Linked DNA regions of Mus musculus: all the other regions are linked to region 3. The links are chromatin contacts, called in public HiCAR-type and Micro-C maps. All regions are on one chromosome and are shown on one strand. The core of a region is the stretch at or near the end of the contact, and the rest is flanking DNA. Distances in the headings are between cores, read along the strand shown. Region 1 overlaps Fndc3b (fibronectin type III domain containing 3B). Region 2 overlaps Pld1 (phospholipase D1). Region 3 has its middle 11 kb from the start of Gm42194.

What was found. A called contact is a pair of places that touch in the nucleus more often than the background predicts. HiCAR-type assays count read pairs that join an accessible place to other places.
Region 1: a contact with region 3 is called in a HiCAR-type map of fibro-adipogenic progenitors, with 5 times the contacts expected there. The contact joins two enhancer-like sites. A contact is called at or near these places in 1 of 484 Hi-C or Micro-C datasets (nephron progenitors), 1 of 115 datasets of contacts at active chromatin or transcription factors (fibro-adipogenic progenitors) and 1 of 9 other capture datasets (embryonic stem cells).
Region 2: a Micro-C map of granulosa cells shows a contact between it and region 3, with 4 times the contacts expected there. The contact joins two enhancer-like sites. A contact is called at or near these places in 2 of 484 Hi-C or Micro-C datasets (cortical neurons and granulosa cells).

The regions. Positions count from the first base shown.
Region 1 is chr3:27,492,924-27,495,853 of GRCm38.p6, forward strand. All of the region lies in intron 9 of Fndc3b (fibronectin type III domain containing 3B), which reads right to left. Among named protein-coding and RNA genes, the nearest start is that of Gm32738, 12 kb to the left of the region's middle. Within about 2 kb of position 1,573, at least 15 of the 459 cell types and tissues checked have an H3K27ac peak or open chromatin away from gene starts, as enhancers often do. A contact at or near this core is called in fibro-adipogenic progenitors, where this site is marked.
Region 2 is chr3:28,106,629-28,109,403 of GRCm38.p6, forward strand. The region is part of intron 21 of Pld1 (phospholipase D1); the gene reads left to right. Among named protein-coding and RNA genes, the nearest start is that of Gm42196, 68 kb to the right of the region's middle. Within about 2 kb of position 1,258, at least 33 of the 459 cell types and tissues checked have an H3K27ac peak or open chromatin away from gene starts, as enhancers often do. A contact at or near this core is called in granulosa cells, where this site is marked.
Region 3 is chr3:27,765,235-27,767,976 of GRCm38.p6, forward strand. No RefSeq gene overlaps it. Among named protein-coding and RNA genes, the nearest start is that of Gm42194, 11 kb to the right of the region's middle. Within about 2 kb of position 1,382, at least 123 of the 459 cell types and tissues checked have an H3K27ac peak or open chromatin away from gene starts, as enhancers often do. A contact at or near this core is called in fibro-adipogenic progenitors and granulosa cells, where this site is marked.

The DNA of each region.
Region 1 (2,930 bases), core at 323-2,822, 270 kb before region 3:
CAAACGAAAATAAATAAAAAACACTATGCCATTATCTACGAATCTATGTGCAGATCTGATTATATGTCACTGCCCTGTTCCTAGAAACTTGGAGGACAGAGAAGCACATTAAGCAATCCAGAAGGCCCAGTCAGCTAAACTGACAAGTGTAGAACACTCTACAAGACAGAAAAATGACTACAATAAAACCACAAAGTGCTAACGGGAAATCCGTGGGGCTAAGGGAATTTAAGAAACATTAACCAAATAGCATATTTAGGCTGCATTTGAATTTTTATAGCAACAAACTGAAGAAGAAAAACAACCTTCATGTTTCAGAAAACCAAGGAAAAGAGAGCAGTCTCTTGAGTGTTGAAGACATTCAGAACTCCTATAGTGTTTTAAGTGGCATGTAATGATGGCAATGTTCTTCAAGAGTGAAATATATATCCCCTAAATTTGACTTCAGGATCTTTGCTAGGCCAGAGTTTGGCAGAGAAAGAACTTGAGGGCAAGCATAAAGATCTGAGGTGGTTATATGGGCCATGTGCAGTTAGTTTGCTCATCTTGAGGTGTGGAGACTGTAGAGTTTGGCAGTTTGCAACTTGGGGTAGAGCATATACTTAGCTTACACGAGGCCCTGGGTGTAATCTCTAGAAAACCCCTCTCTAACAAGTTGGTCAGCAAGGAAAACTGTGAATTTTAAAGCATACTATAAACGTGCTACAGACAGTAAATTTTGATACATTATCCAATCATATCAGGATTACTTATTAATCAAAACTGTTCAGTGAACAAATAGTAACTACTTGTAATGATAACAGTAGCAAGCACATTGCTACCCATGATATTTATAAAAATATGAAAAATATTCCAGGGACCAGGAAGATCGCTGATGACCTGAATTTGGTCCCTGGAACTCACATGGTGGACAGAGAGAGCTCACTCCTGCAAGTTGCCCTCTGGTCTCCATATGTAACCTCCCCCAAATGAATAAATAAATTAAATAATCCAGCGTTTTCCACACAAGGGTAGTGTATTCCCCATAATATCCTCTAACAGGAAGCTCCACAGCATAGGACCATTTTCTTGGGTTAAATAAACCAGTTGGGAAACTCTGCACTCATCTCAAGCCAGAATATTTTCTTGCATTATGAATTGTAAGTTGGGGTTCCACGTGGTTTCCACGTCAATACCAGCCAAATGTACAAAGCAGGGGCTCCAAGAATTTCATCCATAGGTTTGCAGCTCCTTCCCACACGTCTGGGACATCCCAGGAGCCACAGTCTCCGGTAAGCGAGAGCTATTTCATAACTGCACTCTGGGCTGGTCAACTAGGCTTTTGGGAATGCCTCAAAATATCAGTTTTCTGGGAAATATCATTCCGTGATGTCACTTCTGGGCAGCTTCTTGGACAAACTACGCATGGTGGTGACTGGAAAAGTGCCACTAGGTTGATCATGGGCTTGCTCCACTTTATCTCTTCAATCCCTGACAGAACTACGGCTGACAGAAACTGTTCTTCTGTTGTTAAGCAAAGATCCAATTTATTTTTAAAGGCTTTAATATACCTTGAAGCACAGTAATAAAGACAGTGATGGCAGCTGTCCATGCCCTACAGTGGGCACAGGCTTCCCACGAGCCAGGCTCTAGTGCCTAAGTCCTGGCTTCCCATAGTAAGAATCATCGTAATAACATTGTTAACTTCATAAAACTGTCAACTAAACGAGGGAGACACTCTCTGAGAAAAGCCCGTGGCAACATTTGTAGATATGTAAATCTATATCTAGTTAAGCATAAGTATTTTAAAAAGCATTTATTTATGTGATTCACTTTTGTCCTTTAAAATAATTAGTGTATAGGTGAGGTATGTACTGGTGTGCAGCTGCACATGTGTGAGTGTGTGTGCAGAGGCCAGGGCAAGCTTGGTGTCTGCCCTCTGCTATCTATCTGCCTTATATTTGAGACAGAGTCTCTCGTTGGCCTGGAGCTCGGCCACCAGGTTGGGCTGGCTAGCTGGCAGTGAGGCCCGGGATCTGCTGTCAGGGCCTCAGCACTGAGCTACCAAGCACAGGCGATGATGGCTGGCTTTCCAACGTGTGTTCTGGGGATCATGCTGATGCCCTTATTCACTGAAAAAATGGGAAAAACTAGAAAAAATGGGATTTCCTCCCTCGCATCCTAGCATACAGTCTCAGTGTCTTTCCCCTTCTCTTCAGCTTCCCTCAACAACAGACCAGACTTCACTTCAATGTTTTTATACAACACATAACATTATTTCCCTAGTGGAAGTACTAATTACAATTTAATAATTATAAATTGATTATTTTTAAAACATTCTATCAGTTAATCAAAATGATTAAGTCAACAATCATCTAAGAAAAGACCTAAGTTTTACAAATCAATGCATACATTATATGTAAAAGTCTTTTTTTCTTCAATCACATAACAATAACAGCAGCAGCAGGAGCAGCAGCAGCAACAACAACAATGAAAGAAGTCAGGAGCTGTTTCTGCCCAGGAAACCGAGACCAAGCACCAGGCAGCTCATGCTAAGACTCCACAGCGGGAGCTGGCTACTTCTAAAGACAGTCTATATGTCAGTAGAGTCACGGACAACCAGTGCAGCAGGGGAGGGAGCGGAAAGAGAGGTACCACCAGGGATATCAGATAATCTGTGGACAGGATAAAACCTGAGCAGAGAAATCAAAGGAAAACTGAGGGCCAATGAAAGGCGATGGGAACAGGGAAGGTAAGGCGCCAACGGGAGCAAAGCACAGTGGAGAAGGAGGAAACTGTCCAAACAAAGCCCAGCATGGTCCACAGAAGCTATGGAAACGCAGCAATTGGAACAAAGGAACGGGGAGGCCTAATGCCACTTCAGTGCACAGTTTAACAACGGAATGTTTATGTGCCGAGACTTCTGGAGGTCTTAATCAAAATGTCTAGTA
Region 2 (2,775 bases), core at 8-2,507, 340 kb after region 3:
AATCATATAAAATAAATAGAAAGGAAGTGGGAAGGGGCTTGTTCTAGTTCCTCTAGAATTCTGCTTAGGATGAAAAAACAATTTTCACTCGCTCACTCTTTTTTTTTTTTTTTTTTAATTAAAAAAAAACCTGTGTTTGTTTATTTTCTGAGACAGGGTTTATCTGTGTAGCCCTAGTTATCCTGACACTCCCCCTGTAGACCAAGCTGGCCTCGAACTCAGAGGGCTAATAATGCAACACTGATAACAGCTTTATTCCCAACATCCACGAGGCAAAGCAACCCAACAGTCCACTAGCAGATGAACGTGTACACACAATACAGAAGAATATTCAGCCACAAAGCTGAAGGAGCTGTGAAGCATGCCACGGTATGGGTGAACCTTGAGGGTAGTGTGTTAAGGAAAACAAGTTAGACCAAAAAGGACAAGCCTCATGTGATTCCTCATATATGCAAAATCCAGGTAGAGTAAACTAGAGATAGCCAGGGACTCTAGGGAGTGGGAGGTGGGGGATGAAAGCTGGGGGGTAGGAATGAAGCGAATTCTATCTGTGATGATGATGAAAAGCTTTGAATATGGAAGGCATCATGTAAAATTAGGACCACAGTTAATGATGAAGACTCTCACAGTGGACAGAATGCCCAATTTTACATTTTATATATTTACCATAATGAAAATTCAAATGAAATATAATTAAGAAAAATATCAAGTATAGTTTGACCTACTTTTTGCTGAAATGTTCTTTTAATCTGACTCCAACCCCATCCTCCCAGCCAACAGAGCACACTGAAAGCATGGGTTCTCTACTGAAGGCTGCCCCAAATAGAAAGCTATGTGAACCTCCACCCAGTGTGTTGGAGCAGGTCAGCCCTCAGCCCAGGTCATGAGCTTGTCATGAATGAGCAAGACACAGAGCTTATGGGTCACTTCCTGGCCACGGTCTGGGAAAGAAGAGGCAGATGAGACCCGGTTCTGACTGCAGAGCCAGGCAGCTCCAATGAACAAGGTGACCTAGAAGTGCTTCCATCCTGGCTAGGAGCTCAGCTGACTTGCTTTATTAGCACGTGGGTGGGGTACTGTGGACATCACTGGAATGACTATGGGACGTCTCACAGGAATATACTTTAGTTAAGTGTCCACTTGGGTTCATGCAGTCTTTTAAATGTGGACTGTGGGAAAGTAGCTCAGGGCTTCCTGTTCTTCTCCTGTGTCCTGTTTACCATTTAAAGACTGTGCCTTGTCGCCTAACCAAGGCAGTAACCAGGGCTGTTCACATTTTCTCTGTATTCTTCCCAACTCAAACTACGTTTGCCATCTAGTGAGTAATCCTTGGCATTGCAGCAGTCTCCCTCAAATGCCTCATTTCTCAGCCATTGACTTTTCATACTATGGTCCCTTTGATAGTCACTTCTGCCCTGTGTTGTCATGAATATATGGACATTCAGACCCACCTGTCAGGTTTGACCATTAGAACAGAGAAAATTCTCACAAGAAGGGTCTCTTCCTCTGTTCACAAGAAGACGAACTATGACCATTAGGTATAATAAATGGTTTAAGCAGGATGACCCTTGAGAATTAGCCAGCAGAGAGAATGTGCTCAAGCAAACTGTATTTGTGCACTGTGAGGTATCCAGCATCTCTCTCAAGCTTTCTCTCTTTCCCGTGTATTCCTAAGCAAAGCCAGAAGCTTTAAGAGTTTGGGACTCTCGCTGTACATGTTGCCTAGTGGGCTATCTAGCCTGTGGTCAAGGATAGCTATAAAGTCAGCCTGATGCAAAATGTTAAACTCACACAAAGCACTATGAGAGGGTTTTCACTAACTCCATTTTACCATTCTCCAGCATAGCCTTAGTCGATGACAATGTCCTGCCTTGGTGTCAAAAGGCTTGATGTGTCTATCAGAGCATAGCATTCTGGGCTTCTGAATACACATCAAAAGAAAGAGCTGCATTTTCTTCTATTGTTCTAGCTGTCATTAAGAAGCTTCGGTTTCCTATAAAAGGTGGCCTGAAGATACTGTGTTCTATAAGCTGGGGATTTGAAAATGAACACTGGCTGGGACTTGCTCAGTGGGTAAAAGGTGGTTGTCACACATGTCTGCTGACTTAAGTTCGGTCTCAAGAGTCCATGTGAAAGAACAGTGGGAGGCGAGAACCAGCTCCATAAAGTTGTTCTCTGAACTCCTCACATGGGCTGTAGCGTGTGTGCCTATGCTCCATATATACAATAATAGTCCTTTTTTAAAATAAAGTACGGGCCATTGAGATAGCCCAAACGGTAAAGATGCTTGCTGCCCAGAGCAATACTCTGAATTCAATCTCCAGGATTCACATGGTAGAAAGAGACAAGTGAGTCTCACAAGTTGTTTTCATACTCTCTCTCTCTCTCTCTCTCTCTCTCTCTCACACACACACACACACACACACACATACACACACCTGTGCATAAATGTTTTAAAAATAAAATAAAAAATAACAACTAGTCACTCAGAATTCTTGAAGAATTCCCAGTAACATTCTCTGGCTGGAACCTTAGCATTCCTAAATACCGATGACTCTGTTTTGAAAAACATACTGAATCTTATGTGTATATTTGCTTCTAAGACATAGGTACCGGTACCCCCACAGTTATGAATCAAATGCCCACAATTTGCCAAGCTGTGGACTGCATAACTTAATAGTAATTATGTATATATATATATGTCTATGTATCTATGTCTGCACATATGGATACACATATTTAAATAAAATCCTATTTAAAATTACATAGTCTCAT
Region 3 (2,742 bases), core at 132-2,631:
CAGAATGGTCTTCCCTGGAATAGTGCAACAGGAGTGTTGTCTGCTAGGGAGATGAAAATGCCGCTCTACTTTTAGGATCTCCTGAGCTAGTCCTAGTAACCGCAGTGGGCAAGAACGGTGGTGTTTGAATCAATCCTGTGCCTTTGTGGGTAGAAGTGTCCTTTGCATCTGTCCAGCCCTCGGCACTGGCTATGGGCATCCTCTCTAGCTTAAGTTTTCCATACCCTTTACTTATGTGATTGGTATTTGGTCTGGATATGTGTGTGTGTGTGTGTGTGTGTGTGTGTGTGTGTGTGTGTGTAGAATTTTCTTTGTCAGTCCCACATGGAAAGACCATTTTTTTCTAGGTAAAGACTCTAGTCACCTGCTAGATTACTAATGACACAAAGACCAAAATAGCCTTAACTGTCTGTCAGAGGCTGGAGAAAGCCTGCTGGTGGACAGCTAACAACTACATATGCTTTCAACATGATGAAAATTGCATCTTTCAGATGCATCCTTTTTCTCCTATGATGGAGAAATTTCATTATATTCTTAAAGCAACTTGACATGAAAAATTCTGTTCAAAGATTTTTTTCTTTTTGGTAAGGTCAATTTACAACCTTAATTAAAATGGATTCATGAGCGTTTATGCAGTTCTTCTAGAAATGACTATTGCTGGATTAGGCAGTAATGAGTATTTTATAGAAGAGTCAATACGTGCTGTGTGTTTTCAGACTTGCCATCTGGTTCTAGTCTCTGTTTGGCAACAGGGTTTTATACGTGGCTTGGTTCGTGCAGCCAAGAAACCTCTCATTCTTTGCAATTTGCCACTCTTTCAAAGACCTACTTAGAGGCTCAAGCTTATAGCACAAGCTGCCAGATTTAAGTGTCTTAAGTTAGAGTCTCAGGGGCCCGAAATATCTCTTGTACCCACACATTTCCTGGTAGGCCAAACTTCGCAAAATAAACACAGATGACCTCTCGCCCATCCAGGCTTCCGGAAAGTTTAGAAATGATGCAAGCTCTTGGCAATATGATATGACACATTGCTGTGCCTGTGCAGAGTGAGAACTTCCTTCATTCTGCCCTGGTGTGGACAAACAAGCTACTTTGGCCTTGCTGTGGACTTAGAATCTGATTGACTTCAACACAACTAGATGCTATGTGAGTGGCCTCTGCTTGAAGAAGAGGGAGCCACAGGGAAGACTCCTGGTGGAGTCCCAGTAACATTCAAGACGGAGGAGAAAAGAGAAGCTAGTTTTCCCAACAGAACCTGGTTTCCCTTCCTTTCTCCACCTCCTTTGTGTGCAGGAATTGATCAGGGTTCTCCAGAGTGGCTGTCGCCACACGTGACACTGGCTTTGTTCATTCTCTTTGTAGGAGTGTGAGCTGGGACACTCCTGCCCTGTCCCATGCCCGTCTCTTTGTCACTTTGCCATTAGGCTGGCTCTCAGCCTAGCTTCCTTCCCAGGGTGATTTATTCTGATTTCTCTCATTCAATAAATGTAAATACACGTTTGAGCACTGACTGGTGTGTTCTGTCTCCTTTAACCCCTTTGATTATTCCGTATACTGTTTTCTAATGCCAAGTTGGAGTGCAAAGGCCCTTAGTTATTTCATTGAAGTTTTGTTTTGTTTTCATTAAGATTTTCTTCTCTTTCCAAGTCCTGAATATTCTGTTTTCACTAGGCCCAAAAAAGGCAATCCATATTTAGAAGTTTTAGAACACACAATTATGTTGCAGAACTAGGCACACCTGATTAAGGAAGCTTAATCATTAATGATTAAGGTGGGCCACTGTGAATTGAACCCGAATACTTGTCTCCTGGCTCCTGGCTCTAATTTGAAGGCTATGGAGCATGTATGGAACATGTATGGAGCATGTATCACAGATGTAGGTCACTAGAGTTGGGCCTTTGAAACCTACACTGCTGTGTGTTCCATCTTGCTATCTGCTTCCTGGCCTGTGTGGTGAGAGCCCCCACACGCTCCCACTGTGTGAACTGAGCTGGCTTCTTACCATGATGGACTGAGACCTTCTGAAGCTAAGGGCCACAATACATCCTCCCTCTCTTGTTTCTCTCAGAAAATGTGGTCACAGCCACAAGACAAGCAAGTGACCTTGAGAAACAGACTCGGTTTCAGACTGTGGGCTGTGTTGCTGTGATAAACCTGACCCTGTGGTTCTCCGACCTTGGGAACTGATTTCCAGGAGGGATGTGGAGGAACTGGAACCGCAGGATAGAAAAGCCCTCGACTGATGTAAGCGGAACTTAAGAAGTCATAATGATGGACACTTGGAAGACCACGACGCTCATAGAAAGGTGGCCAGAAAAGATTGGGCCTATAAGGTGTCAGGGGAGATCAAAACAAACCAAACAAAAACTCTTATCAGGGGTGGCAGTGGAGGGCATTGGTGTTACACGCTGAAAAGAAAAAGCCTCTTTACACTCTGCTGAACGTGAGTGAAGCTGAATTAAAAATGAACTAGTTAATTTGGTGGGAGGAATGTCAATATAGCATGATGTTCAGACTGTGAGAATTATTGCATGCTGCTTTCAGCCAGATTTACAGTGAGAAATGGGGGCAAAAAGTGAAGCAGAAAGATTTGTGTATGTCTGCATGTGTGCGTGCGTACGTGCATGCATGTGTGAGTGCGTTCGTGTGTGTAGTTTTAGGGTGCTAGGGAGATGGCTCAGCAGGTGAAGTCATTTACTTGCTGAACAAGTCTGGTGAATTGGGTTTGAGCTCTGGAACCCA